Linked DNA regions of Sus scrofa: region 2 is linked to region 1. Evidence: chromatin contacts called from public promoter capture Hi-C data. All regions are on one chromosome and are shown on one strand. The core of a region is the stretch at or near the end of the contact, and the rest is flanking DNA. Distances in the headings are between cores, read along the strand shown.

Evidence for each region. Promoter capture Hi-C pulls out the DNA fragments that hold promoters and counts their contacts.
Region 2: a promoter capture Hi-C map of liver shows a contact between it and region 1, with 6 times the contacts expected there. The contact joins the promoter of ZNF770 here to the promoter of DPH6 in region 1. A contact is called at or near these places in 1 of 5 promoter capture datasets (liver) and 1 of 2 datasets of contacts at active chromatin or transcription factors (alveolar macrophages).

What each region holds. Positions count from the first base shown.
Region 1 is chr1:135,576,384-135,579,414 of Sscrofa11.1, forward strand. It overlaps DPH6 (diphthine--ammonia ligase), which reads left to right and starts at 1,553. Exons shown (of 15, transcript XM_021098211.1): 1 at 1,553-1,605. The coding sequence starts at 1,583. It overlaps LOC106506797 (a long non-coding RNA gene), which reads right to left. Exons shown (of 4, transcript XR_002345585.1): 1 at 1,715-3,031.
Region 2 is chr1:136,119,541-136,122,571 of Sscrofa11.1, forward strand. ZNF770 (zinc finger protein 770) reads left to right here and starts at 1,565. Exons shown (of 2, transcript XM_013993206.2): 1 at 1,565-1,670.

The DNA.
Region 1 (3,031 bases), core at 303-2,802:
TCAACACCCCCTGAAAGAGCTCAGGGTAGAGATCAGGAGTGAGACACTCTGTGCTCTGAGAAAACTGGCAGAACGGATATTCAGAGTTAGATATTGTCAGGAGAAGATTTTCTGAGCCCAATTCCTGAATCTCCTCATATTTAAAAAAGCACTAAAATCCTTCACCATGACATCTACTCCTCAGACTAGCAGTAACCTTCAGGAGACTAACAGCAACCTTCTGCAAAATGTGTGCCTGGTTACATGTACCCCCTCCCCTCCTCCCTTCACCAAAATCACATATATACTAACATTCCACCCTACCACTTTAGAGACATTCTCAGAGCCATCTGAAATGTTATCTCCCAGGCTTAGTCCTCATTTTGCTCCCAATAAATCTTAACTCACAACTTTAACGTTGTGCATTTTTTTTCAGTCACTCTGGGCCTTGTCTGCTCTGCTTCAGCCACACCCACCACAGACTTTTTTCCTCCACAAACACATACTGCACCAAAGGCCTTGGTTCTAGTTTTTATTCTGCCTAGAGAACACCAACGCAGCTGCCTCTCCTCTTTCAAGTTGGCAACTTCTCCTTCCGCCTCCTTCCTGATTCCTCTCAAGCTCTATTTTTCTTACAGCACTTTAAAAAAAAAAAAAAGTACCATGCATTTGTTTTTTTTTTGTTTGTTTTTTTAAGCTGTACATTGTCTGCTCTCCCCACTCCAATATAAACTCCTTGAGGGAAGTAATTCTTACTTTTTTTTTTTCTTTTAGGGTCACAGGTATGACATAAGGAAGTTCCCAGGTTAGCGGTCTAATCCAAGCTGCAGCTGTTGGCATTATGCCACAGGAACGCTGGGCCCTTAACCTACTGAGAGAGGCCAGGGATAGAACCCAAGTCCTCATGGATACTATTCCGGCTCCTTACGGCTGAGCCACCATGGGAGCGCCAGTTTTATTCACAGACGTATCCCAGGAGCCTAAAACACTGCCGGGTACAGGAAAGACACTCAATGGATACCTGGTGAATCAATTTAGAAGTTGGATTTTCTTTCTGTAAGGCCACTGCCCTTTGGTGATGAGCTTCAATCCGCTTCTGAGCATCTTTATCACCAAAGAACTCAAACCACAGGGAGCCCAACGATCCTGAGAGAAGCCCCAGAAGTAGTTCTGCGGGAACTCAGGAGACAAAAACTAAAAACCTAAAGGATGCAGGTCCTGTGCTGTGGGAGGCTGAGAAAGTAAGGACAAACTTCCTCTCCCTCTGCAAGTCCACAAGAGCTTCAACTGGCAGTGTGAGCGACTTGGAACTTTCTCCTACCAAACAAACCCTGATCCCCAACCTGGGCTCTGCGACGCGGGCCCTACCCATCCCGGGCAGCTTCAGTGCCCTCAGTTAGGTGGTTAGACCGCGCCTAAACAGTCTTCTTTTCTAGGCCAGGACGTCCCTGCCACAGGGACAAGGCGCCAAGGTGGGGCATCCTGGACACCCAGGTGTCCTGGCGGCGGCCGCAGGGGCCGCAGAGCCGATTGTCTGACAGGCGGCGGAGCGGACACCCGGGCGAGGCCCCGCCCTGCCGCACGCACGCGCACTGCGCCGACCATGAGGGTCGCGGCTCTGATCAGGTAACACGGAACTGGTGCCTTCCTCCTCCCTGACAGTTTCTTGTCCTTTCCTGCTGAGGTGCTAGAGCTGCTGCCGCTGCTACTCCCGCCGCCGCCGCCGCCGCCGTACCCCGGCTGTCCCTGGAGGAGCCTCATGTCGGGCTCTCGGCGTCTCCTCCCGGCCGCAGGAAGAGGCGGAGCCTTCGGGCTTTCCCCGGCCCGGCTAATTCCCGGGTCCCTGGCTGGCGCTCCTCCTCTCTGCTGGTCACTGCCTCTGGTCTTCTGGCCCCCAAACTTACGTTCACAGTGGCCTCAGTTTAAAACTGCTGATGCCTGGGTTTCACTGCCAGAGGCCTGGCCTAATTCCTCTGACCCGGTCCGGAGTCGGATTTTTAAAAGCCGTAATGGGCTGTGAAGTTTGAGAGGCTCTACTTAAGGCCACTCACTCAGTCACCCTTCCCTTTTCTCGCCTTCTTCATCCTCTTGTCTAGTTCCCTGCAGTCCCTGCCTTGTTCCCTAGGTTGTCACCAGCCCTGCCCTCTCCCACAAAAGACCACCTCTCCCTCGCCTGCCATCCCAGTAGTGACTGGGCTGCTTAGGACAGGGATGTATTTTTACCTTGGTGCTCAAGAATAAAGGGACTTCTACCCGTTTTATCCCAAATCCAGTTGCAGTTGCTTTGGGCACTCATTGTTTTAGAGTGACCTAGTGGTAACATACCCCATATTCCGAAAGGAATTTGAAATCTATAGTAACCCATCATATTTAGGTGTCTAAAGAAAGTTCTATCACAACCAAAGGTCAGTTTCAGTGTCTCCATTCTCAATCTGTAAACCCAAGCAAAAGGAAACAAAATAACATGCAGAAGGGAATTTAGACTACTTAAATATTTGTTTGATGAGATTTGGATCTGTATAGAGTGATGCATGGAATCATGTGTTTTCTTTTGTAAGCCCATTGAAGATTTAATGAAAGTTTTTATTCTGTGCCCTAGGTGATTAATACTGGCTGACAATAGTGTTTCCTGTTAAGAACTCTTGATATAACATGCTAATTCCTTCTGCAGTTATAGTATATTCACGTTTATTTTACCTCAGTGCCATGGTTAGGATTCTAGACTTTAGAGTCAAGAGAATTATTTTTATTAACTAAATTTCTTCTGTAAAGTGAATGATTAAGCTTTGACCATTATGGACTTTATTTAATGTAGATAAACAAGGATAAAAGGCAATCCAGGATATGAGTAATTCGCATTCACATGCAATTTGCCAAAAGTTTAACCATTAAACTAAGACACCTAACTAAAAATCTCAGAAATGTTGGCGGAAAAGAGAGAGGAAGATTGGTATAATCCATTGCACTAAATACTCTGAATGTGCATGCATTACTTTTATAATAAAAAAGCAAATTATTTAAAAGCAGTGTTGGAAAATTCTTGCTTTAATGT
Region 2 (3,031 bases), core at 315-2,814, 540 kb after region 1:
TCTCAGGTCCTCATCTCTTAAGCTGAAACAGCTACAATCAGAACCTGCAAAAATCCACAATAAATTCTTCTCTGATAACTTGGGGGTATACTTAAAACCTTCAGTACCCAAACATCTTATTCAGTAATAACGTGCCATCCTAGTTTGTAACTGTATTACAACATTTAACCCTTAATTGTGTTTACATACAATGTTGAGATAACTACAACTGAGGAAGTAGTAAGAATTAAAAGAGCAGGACTACCTGTGGTCATACCCCACCTCCATCAGCTGGATGACATTAAGCTTCTTACCATCTCAATCTCGTTTTTCCTCATTTTAAAATGTGGGCTTATCACTTCATAAGGTTGTTATATTTACTATAAAACAGTAATTAATAAATGATAATAGCTCTTTGTGGGCTTAATACGCACAGGGCATTATGCTGAGCACTTTACATCTATTTCATCTGTTAGAGCTAACTGAAGCAACCAGGAAGCACAGGGCTTTGTGTTTTGTAGGTGAGAAATAAAATATTGCCTCCTATATCAGTAAACAAAAAATTGCCCAAACATCCCTGTAGGTAGCCACCTCCAAGGCTGAGCTGGTGATCCCCAAGGGAACTCAGGAAGGAAACAAAGGAACCTGCCATCTAGCAGCCATCAAAATGCAACTACTCCTAAGAGTGAGCCCTGAGGAAACTCAGGATGTGAAAACATAGGATCCTGGCCCCAAGGAGCTGAGCCACATATCAAAAAAATGATTTCAGCAAGCCCAGACCTTGCATCTTCCCAAAGAAAAGCGCTAAATTTCTTAACTTGAGATATTTGGCTTTCTGTTACTAGCACCAATCTTTTGTTCTTACAACCTGCCCTTTGTTGCAAAACTTCTATATGCCCTGGCTCCCCCCTCGCATCCTTGGAAAGGTTTTTTTCAGGGTTGCTTCTGATGCTGCCTCCCTGGCTTAACTTCTTAGTTTTGTCCACCGTTTAAAACTTAATTCTCAGCTTTTAGGTTATGCATATTTTTTTTAGTTAACATAGACAACCAAGATAACCAAGATAAATCAAATGAACGCAACTCAGAAAAGAAGCTAAGAAAGTCTGCTGCTTTCTTAGGATATTGATAGAGCAGGGAGTGGAGCTCAGGTACATGACGGAAAAGCCCAGATCCCTGACCCCTGTCCTGTGTTCAGGAGAGTGTTGACACTGAAAGGCCCTGATACATGACTGATACATGATATTCTGTTTATCACAGGTCCTCTGAGTTAGAAATGAACAGAAGAGTGGACTTTAAACAGCGGCTCACCAATTTTCAGCAGAGCTTTGAGGCCCACTGGTCAAGGCAAGGTGGTTTCCCTAGCTGAGGTTTAAGGTTAAATGGAAAATGCAACCTTCTTCACCCCTCCACTCTCTTCCTCCCTCAAGTGCTGAGAGGGGTAACCGACGCTGGACTATGGGACGCACCTCTGGAACCTCTTTTCTCCCTGAATTTCACAGGCCAAGCAGAAGCGACTGCGGCCCTAGGAGGCGGAGGAGGCTGTTTCCAGCCGGACCGCATCCCCGAGCGGCTCCCGGACGCTGCGCCTGCGCACTCAGCCCGTCGCCGCGCCGGCCTGAGGACGTGCGCACGTTTCCTTCGCGGCTCCCGGGCACTGAGATGCGCGGCACCAGGGCCCGTGCCAGCTCCAGGTGCGTGAGGAGGAGTTCAGGAACCCGGGTGTGAGAAGGAGCGACCCCTGGAAAGGGTCGGCCCTGCCTCGGTCCTTCCCAGGTGCCCGGGGCCCCAGAAAGGGGGCCCCACGACCTCAGCTCCTTTGCCTTTCCCTCTTCTCGGCCTCCAGACTGGGGAGCAGGAATCTCTGAGAAGAAGGCACAGAAATTATACTTTCCCTGCAGTGGATCGTATCACATGTGGCATTTTCCCTCTCGCTGTAGCCAAAGCAGTTTTCACCCTTGCCTTTCCTTTCCTGGTGTGGAATTTTCCAGTCTCTGGATTCTGGCTCGATTCCTAGGTGCTTACCAGTTGTGGAAGATTGGGGCGACGACCAGTTGTCAGGGTCCCGTGTCTTTTGCAGACGCCCATGGGAACAAAAGGTCAGGGTTCAGGGCCAAGAGAGTGGGCCGACTGGGGAAAGTGGGGCAGAAGAAGCTACGGAGAGGGAAAGGCTGTGATAAATGTCGCCAGAGATCATTCTCTATCTGAAAGTTACCTAAGTTTCTCTCAGTTCTTGCGTTTCTTGCTCATTTATTTTTGTGCCATCCTCACTTCATTTTAATGATGTTCGTTAGGAGCGGTAAACCAACAGGCTTTCAGACCTGACGGATCCTTGGAATTTTTTGAGCTCAGTTTTTACAGTCTTACAACAGTGTATCTTGCTGTTAGGGTAATCTTGGGATTGAACCGTTGAGATTTACTATTTTTCGTTTTCACTTTAACATAGGAAAAAATGACAATTTTTTTAATACTACCGACAAAAAAAAAAAGTCATTTGAGAACACAGAATCAGTTGAAGTGGCATTTGGTGCTCTATCAAATTAACATGCATGTGTTTAAGTACATGTGGGACCACACTTGGAGCTTGGGAATCCCTGAGCTGTCACTTATAAATAGCTGGTGAGATCACTGCTTATCACCAATTGTTCTAACAATATAGGGCTTCTAGTAGGTGCTTTCCCACATGGTGTGGACCCAAGTGACAATAGTAGCCAGTCTTAGTGCTGGTATTAGGTGATAAGCCCTAGTCTCATTTTGGCACAGTAACTGTAGGTAGTAGTTACCTGTTAAAATCAGAGACGGTTGTCATGTGTGCTGTTCTAGTGCAGGATTTTTTTTTTTTTTTCAAGAGTGTTCCGTAGAAACTTTAAAGAGAAGAAGAAATACACAATAGGACTTGAGAAGCTTTGCTCCAGGCCAAAATCCTGTGTGTGATCTTTCAGGCCTGACCATAGACAATTACATGGCTTTGCCTGGCTGGCCTCATAGGGGGAAGCTGTTCTGCCCACACCAGACTGGTACATGGCCAGTGCATGGCAGTTTTCTGGAGGGAGTC